3 separate regions of the Mus musculus genome follow, and regions 2 and 3 are each linked to region 1. Evidence: chromatin contacts called from public HiChIP or PLAC-seq data. All regions are on one chromosome and are shown on one strand. Each heading gives the region's core, a stretch centred on a gene start, on an enhancer-like site or on the middle of the called end of the contact. The rest is flanking DNA. Distances are from core to core; before and after follow the strand shown.

The links. HiChIP or PLAC-seq counts read pairs in DNA pulled down with a chosen protein or histone mark.
Region 2: a contact with region 1 is called in a FOXA1 HiChIP or PLAC-seq map of pancreatic cancer cells. The contact joins the enhancer-like site here to the promoter of Glrp1 in region 1. A contact is called at or near these places in 1 of 39 promoter capture datasets (the HPC-7 cell line), 1 of 484 Hi-C or Micro-C datasets (embryonic stem cells), 2 of 115 datasets of contacts at active chromatin or transcription factors (extraembryonic endoderm stem cells and pancreatic cancer cells) and 1 of 9 other capture datasets (macrophages).
Region 3: a contact with region 1 is called in a BATF HiChIP or PLAC-seq map of CD8 T cells, with 6 read pairs. The contact joins the enhancer-like site here to the promoter of Glrp1 in region 1. A contact is called at or near these places in 1 of 39 promoter capture datasets (macrophages), 3 of 484 Hi-C or Micro-C datasets (CD4 T cells, the G1E-ER4 cell line and nephron progenitors), 7 of 115 datasets of contacts at active chromatin or transcription factors (CD8 T cells, the NIH/3T3 cell line, acute myeloid leukemia and 4 more) and 3 of 9 other capture datasets (adipose tissue, liver and macrophages).

The regions. Positions count from the first base shown.
Region 1 is chr1:88,507,879-88,511,982 of GRCm38.p6, forward strand. It overlaps Glrp1 (glutamine repeat protein 1), which reads right to left and starts at 2,188. Exons shown (of 3, transcript NM_008132.2): 1 at 1,913-2,188. The coding sequence starts at 2,008.
Region 2 is chr1:88,355,563-88,359,666 of GRCm38.p6, forward strand. Trpm8 (transient receptor potential cation channel, subfamily M, member 8) reads left to right here. Exons shown (of 27, transcript NM_134252.4): 19 at 4,090-4,104. Among named protein-coding and RNA genes, the nearest start is that of Gm51639, 26 kb to the left of the region's middle. Within about 2 kb of position 2,104, at least 21 of the 459 cell types and tissues checked have an H3K27ac peak or open chromatin away from gene starts, as enhancers often do. A contact at or near this core is called in pancreatic cancer cells, where this site is marked.
Region 3 is chr1:88,642,888-88,646,991 of GRCm38.p6, forward strand. No RefSeq gene overlaps it. Among named protein-coding and RNA genes, the nearest start is that of Arl4c, 57 kb to the right of the region's middle. Within about 2 kb of position 1,769, at least 27 of the 459 cell types and tissues checked have an H3K27ac peak or open chromatin away from gene starts, as enhancers often do. A contact at or near this core is called in CD8 T cells, where this site is marked.

The DNA of each region.
Region 1 (4,104 bases), core at 938-3,437:
TGAAAAACTCCCAATCCACCAGCAAGTTGACACAATTGTTTTGCCTGAGATGCACATTTGAAGTGTATGTTCGCTGTTCCAAAGAATGCTTTAATAGGGTTTGTTTAATTTTGCTGGCTCCTAATTCAAACATTCGGCTGCCTTAGTTGTCGGTGACTAATTGCAGGTTTGTATTTGTGCAGGAATTACTCAAAGCTACTCTTAAAACCTCTCTGCACTCTCAAGGTGACTCACCTCTTCCAGCCCCACCGCTAACAGCGGAATTATCCTGAAGGTGCTTCACGAAATGCATGAGAGTGGATTAAGGTGACAGACCGCTCCTGCGTGCAGACTTTTTCTTTATTATTTACCTATTACATTTATTTAGTGTATGTGTATGGCCACAAGCTCAGGTCCTACAGTGTGTCCCACAGCACAGGTATGGAGGCCAGAGGATAGCTGGTTGGAATCAGTTCTCTTCTCCCACCATGGGAGTTCCGGGATGGGATTCAGGTCTCCAGGTTTGTTATCAACAGACCTTTGTCTACTGAGTCATCTTGCTGGCCTCACCCTGTTTCTCTTCTCTTGTTTTTAGTGTATGTATGTTTGTGTATGTGTATATACATGCATATGTGTGCATGTGCATGCATGTTTATGTGTATGCGTCTGTGAGTGTGTACACACATGCAGCTAGAGGTCAACCCTAGGTGTTATTCCCCATGATCTGTGCATCTCGGTTTTTGAGACAAGGTCTCTGTCCTTTTGGCTAGTGATTGCTAGGAACGCACTCATGGCCACCTCTCCAGTGCCAGGATTAACAAGCACTCTGAACTGAACAGCAAGCACTTTACTGACTAAGCCATCTTCCCAGCTTCCTAGTCATGTCTACTTATTATTTTTACTGAAGTGCAACATGTAAACACAAATATCAATAATAAGGATCTATAATGAAGGGAATTCCCAGTGTGGGCAGACTCAGGACAAGAGCAAGATTGTCAGTGCATTGAAGCCCGGTCTCTGGCCCTGGCTTCTGCCCGGAAGCCCATCTGAGGCCTTGGCTTCTGCTGAGTTCAGGCCCCTCTGTGGCCTTGGGTAAGTGGAGTCAGAGTTTACACTCTTTTGTCTGACATATTCTTCTTCTCACTCACTGTATCCACTGGGCTTTTGATTTTGTTTCTTTAGTTTTTAAGCTGAGGTCTCACTAAGCTGCTTCTGTAAGCTTGATTCTGGATCCTTTGACCTCACCCTTCTGAAGAGCTGGAACTTCAGGCACACATGACCACACTCAGCTTTCGCTGTTGCTCATTTTTCTTGCCGTGTAGCCCTTTATAATGAGCCACTATTTGTTTTTATATTCTTAGTCCTGACCCTAGTAACTAAAAGCTGGGATTCTCATTTTTAAATGTTTATCAGTCATTTATTTAACAATGTTGATCCATTTATCTGTCTTTCTTTGGACTTCTATTTATTTTAAAATAATAATTTTCAATTTTAAAAATACTTTAATCTATAGAAAAGTTGCAAGAATTACCATCTGAGGAACACACATTTCTTTCTCCACCTAAGATTCATCCATTGTTAACCGTCTGTGATGTCAGCTGAGTACTGGCCTACTCTCTCCTTCCCGATCCTCCCCTCCCTCCTCTTTTTCCCCTTTTCACTGGCCAATCATTTTTGAGCTTAAATTGTAACTGCCAAAATATTTAGTCTCAAAATATTTAAGTAGGACACCTAAAATACAACTTTGGTTTTTGGGTTTTTTTTTTTTTTTTTTTAAATCCCAAAATTGCGACAAAACTCAAGCAATTAAACGTCTTCAGGCTAATACTGCATACCGTGCAAGCACATGAAATCCATTGATCGTCCACATACCAGTTGTAGTGGTGTTCAGCCCTGACCTGATCTAGGAGCAGTACATACTTAATTGTCATACCTCCTTGGCCCCGTCCAGCCTAGAGTAGGCCCTTCTCTTTCTCCTTTTTCCACTTTTGATGATAGCAACATCTCTGAAGAGGCATATGCTGCTCATGTGTCCAGTTTGAAGACGGGGTCGTTTGGTGAAACTTTCAGTTTCAGTTAGTCTCTGTTGCTGTAACAGAAGAGGACAGACGAGGGTAGTTTACTAAAAATAGAAACCCATTTCCCACAGTTCTCCAGACCAGGAAGTCCATGGCCACTGTGCCGGGGGTCTGATGACATCCTTCTTAGAAGTTACAAACTGTGGCGCATGGGATGATGAGGGCTGTTTGAATAGCAAAGGTGAGTCAGCAGGGTTAAACGCTGCTGTGTGGTTCCTCTTCTACAAGAATCTCAATCCCATTCCGGAGACAGGAGTCAGCCCACCTCATCCCCACTCGCAGGCCCTCCCTCACTCCAGAGACATTTGTGTCAGCAACATTGGAGTTTGGGGAAGGACACAGTCTATTATTGTGTGTAGACTGAAGCAACAAGGTGTTGCCCTCACCATGAAAGCTGCAGAACAGATTCACCCAGCTCTTAGTGGGGCGACAACTCTCACTGCAGAGCCTCAGTGACCTCCTTTTCACATTCACTTAATTATCTGCACGCAGTCACGTGCTCATGGACCTGCACACTTACACATTCAGCTTCATGTCTACTTGTTTTTATTAAATGGCTTCTTTATTTTTTTGCTTATAATAGTTTCCTCTTTTTTGTTGTTGTTGTGGGATGACAGGTTTGTTTATTATTTATTTTTGTTGTGCTGTTACTGTATATTTTGAGGTAGGATCTCTTGTCTCCCTAGACAGCCTTGAACTCCCTCTGTAGCCATGGTAACCTTGAACTTCTAATCCTCCTTCCTCTGTCTGGTGTGGGCAGGTCTGGTCTACATGGCGCTGGGGATTGAACTCTATGCACGGAACTCTATTCCCAGCCCTTTTTATTGGTTTTAAAACAGCTCCCTATATTGATGGCAAAGCTGACATAAGCTGACAGTATTTCTCAAGACTGCCACTTGTTCCTGGTGATGGTTTCTGTTTTTCATTAACACTGTCTCTTATCTGCTCTAACATGAGCTTTCTTTCTGCCTTTGATGTTTCACCATCCATTTTCCTTGAATAGTAAACGTAGATTGCCTAAACTCCTTATGTTTTATTATTCTTATATACCTTTTATTTTTATTTCTTCTAAGGATTTATTTATTTTGTATGTGTGAGTGGTTTTGCTTGTGTGTGTCTATGTGCCCTATGCATGGCCGGGGCCCTCGGAAGAGGTCAGAAGAGGGCGCTGGACTTCCTGCAACTGGAGTTATATGGATGGATGTGGCTGCCAACAGAGCCTGACGATGCTAATGCTCTGACTGTGGACGTCCAAGCTTTTGAATGACCAGAAACACAGCCACCATGTAGGTGCCAGGAGCCAAACCCACGTCATCTGCAAGAACAAGAAGTGCTCCAAGCCATCTCTCCAGCCCCCTCCCCTTTCACATGGAAACATATTATTTCTTGCTTTTTTAGAGTAAGGAGGAGTAGATATAGCTTTTGTCCATGCTTATCGACTCGGTAGAGTTTCTGTGTAGGCAAGAACATATCAATCAATAGGAAGGAAGCCCCTGCCCTGGTGGGGAAATAGAACAGGACTTTCATTCTTATTAAAGAACAATTCTCAAGGTTTGTCAAGTCTAAGAAGGTCCATGCTGCTATTAATTATGGATTGAATCTTGAGGATAGGGTGGCCTTCTGCTAACTGAAAGTTTGCACGACAGTAATGGATGATTCGATCCTTTGACCCCATTGCTGGCTGAGGGGAGGAACAACACCTCTGTTGGCACTGAAGCTTGCAGAAGCTTCCATCAAAGGCAGCAGAGAGGGAGCATTGATGAGCACCTAGCAGGAAAGGAGGAAAAACTACCTGGGGAACAAGATGAGGAACCTCAAGGCTCCCCCAAACCCTGGAGCTGAGAGTACACTGGATCTGGGAGGTGAGGTTTGAGGAAACCTGACCTCACTAGCAATGTGGAGAACCAAATAACAAGGCTTTGGGAGACAGAGTGGGGTATGCCAGGGAGGGTGGTGCTGAGTGTCCCAGCCCAGCAGGAGATGGCCACTAGAGTGAAGAGACTATAAAAGTGCAACAGGCCTGCTGGATCCTAAGTGACAAAGATGT
Region 2 (4,104 bases), core at 854-3,353, 150 kb before region 1:
CTGAAGAAGCCTGTCCCCAGCAATGGTTGATCATCAGTTTCCTGGGATGTGCATATTTTAGGATCTTTGCTTCACCATTGAATCCAAACTCTACCCCAGCCCTCATAGAGCAGGTGCATCTTAGTTTGGGTTTTACTGCTGTGAACAGACACCATGACCAAGGCAACTTTTATAAATGACATCATTTAACGGGCTGGCTTACAGGTTTAGAGGTTCAGTCCATTATCGCCAAGGTGGGAAATGGCAGCAACTAGGCATGGTGCAGGAGGATCTGAGAGTTCTACGTCTTCATATGAAGGCTGCTAGTGGAAGGCTGACTCCCAAGCAGCTAGAGCAAGGGTATTAAAGCCCACACCCACCAGGCCACACCTACTCCAATAAGACCATACCTCCCAACAGTGCTACTCCCTGGGCCAAGCATTACAAACCATCACACTGAGGTAGCAGATGTTGAAGAAATGTTTGTTGTTGGTGAAGGAGGTGCTGTCCTGACTCATGGTGGAAAATGTCTCAGCAAGTCCTATCAGATTTATCTGTCACTCTCTTGTCTCTTCTGGACCCGAACCTTAAAATATACCCATTTAGCAAGTATTTGTTAGGTATACAACTCATGGAGTATTTACAGATTACAAAGTACAAGGCTCAGGGGTGGAAGAGATTTGAAGGGGAAACATACTGCCTTTGCCCTGACTAGTCTAAGAACACTGAGTTGGCTTATGTTGTCATGCCAACTCTCTCTGGTAGATTTTTATGTGCAGTCTCCAGGACTCCTGGATTGCGAGGGATTCTGGGGCCCTCTGTCAATTCTTAGTATGTCTTAATCAATTAATGATGTCTGCTATGGAAGTGAGGGCTGGGGGGGGGGGGTTGGGTACCTGTGCCCTATATGCCTGTCTTTATGATTAGTAGGTAAGTGGTGTGGAAGATGGTGGAACGTCAGCAGAGGTGGAGGAAGAAAACACACAGGATGGCCGGAGTACCAGTGTACTGACTATAGTTCTGGAAGGCAGAAGTCCAACGTGAAGTTGTGGGTTGGGTTGACCCCATAGAGTACTGTGAAGTGACTGTTCTGCTGTGCTGTCCCCTAGCTTCTGAAAGTTTACTGGCCATCTTTGTCACTCTGTGCCTGACGGATGTGACACTCTGACCCGCAGCCTCATGCCCATATGGTGCCCTCCCTATGTGCAGGTGTGTCCTAATTTCTCTGTTTCCTGGGGACAACAGTCATGTTGGATCAGGACTCCATCTCGACCTGTCAGCGCCATCTGCAGTGGCCTGATTTCCGAACAAGGTCACGTTCCCAAGCAGAGGGCTGAGGACTTAAGTGTAGAGATACAGCTCTTCCACATATGGCCTCTCTCCCTGTGGCCAGCCTTTACTTCCAAGTTTTCTTCTGGCTTGTGATGTGTCACTAGTAGAGTGGAGCTGGAATATTCTGTGTGTGATAATCAGAGCCAGGGGACTCTCGACATTCAGAGAACTGCTGGACCAGAGGGTCAATTGACTCACAGCCGATAGGGAATTAAGCCACGAGCATTGGATGGACAGGGGTAGAAGGGACAGGGGAGGAAAGAGGCAGGGAGAGGGAGGGAAAGCCCAGCAGGAGTTGCAAATACACGGTGTGCAGTAATCTGGTTTCTTTGGTCTTTCCCTGTCTGGGTGCATTTTCTACTGAAGAGACCCTTAAGAGATGCAGAAACCTGGATCAGGTTGTCTCCTCTTGTACTGACCCCATCAGGGAGTCTGCCGAGCTCCCTAGGTCCTGACACATGCTCTGGTGGTCCAGGGAGCAGCATCAAGCAGGGTGATTTGTTTTAGACGTTCATTTGCTGTGTGTATCAGGAGCCAGAGCTGCTATTGTCATGTTGTTGAGAATGTGTGTTCTTAATACAGGACAAGGAATGTGCTTGTAAGTCACCCCTGAGGGTCACCATGGTTATGGGACTACTGAGGCCAGAGATAAGGAGACATACAGAGGGATCCTGCCTTCACTTTCTTCTGAGCAGAGAGAAACCCAGGTGGCCTTTCTTGGAACAACAGTGAGGCCCTGTCTTTGAGAAATCTGTCACTAGAGGGCGCTATTTCCCTTTGTTTCTGCAAGTTCCTCACCTGGGTTGTTCAAGGAAAGGCTCTGCAGGCCTGTGCAGTCTTAATGGGCCAGACTCACTCATGGTTGTTAGGAGAAACCCCTAAACAGGACATTGTCTGTTTTAGATTGTGCCTGGGACTCAGATACCCATGCTCTCAGTGAGGAGGGACGTCCCTTGCCCAGAGCGGGGATGTTCACAGCTAATTTGACCTCGCCAGTCCCCAGTGCAGACACAGTTGTTAACCGACTCCTAGTGGAGCTAAGCAGGCACTGTGGATGTTTGTTTATAGTGTTGTAAGTTCCACCCTGCCTTCTCTGAAAGCTCCTTCAGTTCTGAGGCTGTCACAGTGCAAGAGATGGTGAACACATCCTGGTATTTCAGGAACACAGCTTAGAGCTGCACTCTCCCCCCTTAGACAAGAGGCGTCTCTTCATTAAAAACAAAACAAAACACCACCACCACCACCAACAACAACAACAACAACAACAAAAAAAACCCGAAATCTTTTCTCCCTGTAGTGGCATTCTTGTGGCCCAGGCCTCTTCTGTCTATTGGTTCTGTAATATGGCCAGGCTTCTGAAGTCACTGAGGCGAGACGAGGCTGGGCTGGGGTTGTACAGATCAGTGTGTACCAGCCTCCCAGCGGGAATGGGAAAGAGAACAGGTGGGCAGGGCCTGTGCCAGCCACTTCCGAAGCATGGAGTGGCAATGGGTTTTGCTGCCCTGGGGATCAGCACTGCCCAGATAAATGGATGCTCCTGTGTCCTCCCCAGGGTCCTAACCTTGCGCCTGTCTCCTCACAGTGGAACATGGTCTGGCCCGGGCTGCCCAGACCTGGGGGACTTCACTGTTCCACTGTGATCTGGCAGTGTTCCCCTCCTTTGGCAACTCAAGCTGTGCATCCTACATCCCAGATTGCAGGGTTTCAGTGGATCTGAGAAACTCACTATCCCCAGGATGGGCACCTAAGTTTAGGCTTTGGGGTCAGAGGCAGAGAAGGTCATAGGATATATGAGTCCCAAATAGACTTGGTGGGTGAGTTCATGGGAAGACAAGGACATGAACATGGGAATCAGAATCACACCTCAGTGAATCTTCTGTCCCCTATTTGAGCTGCCCCTGGAGTCTGGTCCTTAGGCTCCTAGTAGCCAGATTCTGAGCAAGTAGGCAAATGAAAAGATCAGACAGCTAGGTTGGCATTCTTAAAAAATCCAGTGTGTGGAGCCTGTCTTAGTTAGGGTTTCATTGTTGAGAACAGACATGATGACCAAGGCAACTCTAGTGAGGATAACATTTAATTGGGGCTGGCTTACAGGTTCAGAAGTTCAGTCCATTATCATCAAAGCAGGAGCATCCAGGCAGGCATGGTGCAGGAGGAACTGAGAGTTCTGAAGGCTGATAGGAGAAGACTGGCTTCCACGTGGTTAGGAGGAGGGTCTCATTGCCCACCGTCACAGTGACACACTTCCTCCAACAAGTCCATACTTCCTAATAGTGCCACTTCCTGGTCCAAGCATATTCAAACCACCACGGAGCCCAATTAATAATCTTTCTTCCCTGTAGACATCTTTTAAAAGATTTCACTAATCAAGTTGTTCTGTTGTGTGTGCCAGAAATAATGCACTTACTGTAAATACACAACTCTACGGCAACTCATGACAACTGGATGGTACTTTGTATTTGTGCAGGGCTCAGTCTACACCGCTGTCCGTGGTCACCGCGAGGTTCCATGTTTCTCCACACAGGTCACTTTCATTCCCTGAGGCTTCATTTTTGAAGGGTGGGAGAACACAACTCCTTTTCTTGGCTCTGATGGCTGCACATGCCTAAGGGAGCAGCTATCTTTCTGGTCCCCTTGGATCAGTGGGGTTCTGGTAGGGCTCCCTTGACACAAACAGTCTCAGAAGTGTCCTGGGAGAAACTGAGTGGACACTTACAAGTCTAGCAGAGACTGGTGTCCACGATGCCCATTGCTCTGTCTGTTCATCTTTTGCTGCAGTGGTACATGAACGGA
Region 3 (4,104 bases), core at 519-3,018, 130 kb after region 1:
AGGAGGAAGAACAACAGCAACTCTGTTAAATAGAGGCATGTTCCTTTACCATCCAGACTGAAGGAGGAACCTGAGCCCTCTGCAGTGATTCCCCAGGCATGGCTGGTGTGAGATGATCGCATTGTGCTCACTTTAGTCATAGCAGAGGAAGGCCTGTGGACCCAATGGCTAGTATTTTCATAATCGGAAAGAAAAAGAGGACATAAGTAACTTATACAAATTACAATAACGTCTTATCACAGAAGCTTCCATTCTGTTCTCTGTAGAGGTGAAGGACATTCCAGGAAACTGGCTGAGGACCAGTTCAGGGTAACCTAATGGGATAGAAACATTACCCAGCAGGGAAATGATACCCAGACTCCTAGATGCTGGCTCTAGATCAAGGGCATTGCACATCACTAGGTGTGAACAAAATCTAAATTGTTGGCTTCCTGTTGTGTAGTTAGATTCTGGGCCAAGTCCTATACGACCACATACGTGGTCTCCCTGGCACCACTTACAGGCATCAAGTCTTGACTGAAGAAGCAAGAGATGGGGTCACAGCAGGCAATCATGAGGATGGCAGATTCTCAGTCTGTCTAGCTGCTGACAGAGACAACCCCAAAGCCAAAGTCAAAATGTAAATTAATAAAAGACCAGGAATAAAGTAGCTGAGTCTTTGGCAGGGTCTTCTGTCTCAGGGACAGTAGCAGCAGTTGAGACAGATGGGAAGTGGCCAGTACTATCTATGAATTAATTATCACTGAATACTGGACACCAGACAAATGGAAGGCTGAGTAAATGTCACAATATTGTGTTGCTAATGTGATAAATGACTTAGACAGAGCGCTAAGCACGTTAACAGGGGTAGGGCAGCTGATGCGTTTGACTGCTGTTTAAGCTATCCCTGGAGTGATTTAATTTGGCATCAAAAAATATTTTAAACAGAAAAGAAGGAAAGAAGGAAGGAAGGAAGATTGATTCACAGTTAAAGAGTTACAAATCTCTGAGATTTACCAGAATAATAGATGCAATCACAATATAATTTGATTTTTCCATGGATCAGAAATTGTCCTGCAACCACATTTTCTTCTGTTAGGGAAATGGCCTCAGATGCACAAGGACTCCAATAAAGAGCAGACAGATCACCTTACTGAACAAAGTATTACAGATGACTCAAAAATAAGAAAAAGACACTGGCAAAGATGTTAAAAGGGAGTTAAATGAAGGTAACCAATCTGTGTTGATAATGGGTAAACCTTTCCTAGTTGTAATTAATGACAAATGTAGCTAGCTGAGACAAAAGCCTTTAACATCCACTGTCTTATTACTTAAACAAAACAAAACAAAATGAAACCCAGACTCAAAACAAATTAGAATAGAGGAATTATAAAGCAAGCTGGAACCTGGGTCCTGCTAAATCAGGTGAGGGTGATATTTCATTTCTTAGAGCCACTTTGGGAGGTTTTTTCCTTTTCATAGAATTTAGTTGACTTTCTGTACAACACTAGCACGTATCGTCCTCAAAGCCACACTGTGCATCCATTGGTGGAGATGGATCGAATGATGGGAAATAACCAAGAGTCAGTCACAAACACCCTGCTGTAGTAGTGTTCAGGATTGAAGTATAGAATTCAGATGGTTCTAAGCAGTGGCTCCTCTGGGCTCATGGCTTTGATAAAAGATCTCAGTCGGGTATCAGAGTTCGAGCTATCTTTCAGGCTGATGCTTGCCCACATCCTTCTCCCACCTCATGTTTGTTGACACCCCAAGAACCAACAAAAGCCACTTCTCTCTCATCTCACCATGGAGACACCTTTGATGAGGAAAAAGACATAGGCTGAAGACTGAGGCATGGGACCGAGTCACGAAGACATTTCTGTCTGCTTGGTTGTGTTGTTGCTGTTACTTGAGACAGGATCTTGCTATAAGACTCAGCCTTGAGCTTGCTGTGTAGCTTAGCCTAGCCTTGAATTCTTGACCTTTCTGGTCAAACTCTTGGGTGCTAGGATTATAGGACCATCAAGTCCAGCTTTACTATGAACATACTTGAACACAATGAAGCAATATAATTATGAAACCATTTATTAGTACTGGGTATTTTTCTCATGGCTGTGACCAAAAAAAAAAAAAGCAGAATAAGGGATTAAGGGTTTATTTTCCCTCACAGTTTGAGGGTCCTGTCCATCATGGTGGGGAAAGCATGGGGACAGGAGTATGAGACAGCTGGTCACATTTAATCCATGGCCAGGAAATAAAGATGAATGTAGATGCTTGGCTCATTTTTCTCCTTTTTGCTTCAGTCCAGAACCCCAATGTGGGATGGCACTACCTACATTTGAATTCAGCCTTCCCACCTCTATTTACCTCATCTGAAACCCCCCTCAAAACATTACTAGAGGTTGGGTTCCTAGGCATTCTAGATCCTGTCAAATTGTCAGTGAGTACTGACCCTCATCTCCCAAAGTTGAGACAGAGTCTCAAGTTCAACATTACGTTTCCAGATTCTGCTTTGGCTTCTGGAAAAGGCCCTCAGTCCATCTGAACCTCCGTTGTATTTCACGAAACAGCTTATAAGCGAGCAACTGCTGACTGAAAAAAAGACCAGCAAAGGAGAGGGGCTGTGCATGGAACTGTGTGGGGTGATGTTGTGGGCCGTCCAGCAGCTCGCGAGGAACGGGTACGGCTGAGATGGCAGACTCGAGCTGAAAGAAAAGGAACTAGACAGACAGGAGAAAGAAGGAGCTAAGACAAACCAGATTCTGATTAAAGATCAATTTTACTATTCAGTGTACCGGGTTATGAAGAAGGGGGAGGGGCCCATTCCCACCAAACAATCCTGGAGTCCAGTTGCAGGTGACCACATGCTTGGCTCCAGAACAGTTAGGCAGCAGGTAGCAGGTAGCAGCAGTGGGAGTGGCAGAACGATAGGGCGGCAGACTCCACCCCATGCTCTCTTCTAGATAACAGTGAAACCTGAGCAAACAGGTTTCAGGCTGAGGGTGGGGAGGTTACAGGGTGACAGCCACCAGATTGTATTTTGCAGAACACAAAGATGCTTAAAATGCTTACAAGATAAACTGAGATGTAAATGGAATGCTCCAGGCACAAAGAAGAGCCCTTGTAAAGGCCCCTAAAAGGAAGGATCATGGGAGCCCAGAGATAAGACTGGAGAGAGAGGGCTGGAGAGATGGTTCAGGAGTTAAGAGCACTGACTGTTCTTCCAGAGGTCCTGAGTTCAATTCCCAGCAAACACATGGTGGCTCACAACCATCTGTAATGAGATCTGATGCCCTCTCCTAGTACATTTAAAGACAGCAATAGTGTACTTACATACATAAAATAAATAAATCTTAAAAACAAACAAACAAAAAACCTGGAGGGAGAAAGGACTGAGGAAAAGAATACAATGAACCCCAAGGGAGCCAAATCCAGTCACCCCCAGGCCAGGGACACACATTTGGATTTTGTTTGCATTCCTTAGATCTACCAAGTTTCCACTGCAGACTGCCATGACTTCATCCCAGGGTCCCACAAGTGGCTACTATGTGGGACGCCATTTCAGTGGCAAAAGCAAGAATGGAATCAAGGAGACCAGATATTACCAGGGGCCTGGTGTTGATCTGTTGTGCCTCCAACCAAGACAGTCATGGTGGAGATGGTGGTAGACAACTTTGTGAATATTTTGTAGGAGGATATGTTAGGATCTTCCAGTGTGGGGAGAGGGAAGGAAGAGTGATCAGTATAGGTGAAGGGGCAAACTCATGGAGAGGCATCAGCAGCTGTCTGGGCAATGTCAAGCTTGAGAATGTTACTAGCTTCCAGGGAGGCATCAACAGTGTAGACAAACACTTGATCTGAAGTTCTGGGGAGGTGTCAGAGCCAGAGATAAGGGAAAAATGGAGGGCTGGCAAGGTGACTCAGCAGATGAGGTCACTTGCCACCAAGTCTGATGACCTGAGTTTGATCTCAGACACCCAGGTAGTAGAGGGAGACCATCAACTCCCTCAAGCTGCCCTCTGACCTCCGTATGAATACAGTGGTAGGCAAGAATCTACCCACATACACATAAACAAACAAAAACTTGGAGCTAAAGTACTAAGTGCTTTTGAGCCACCTACAGTA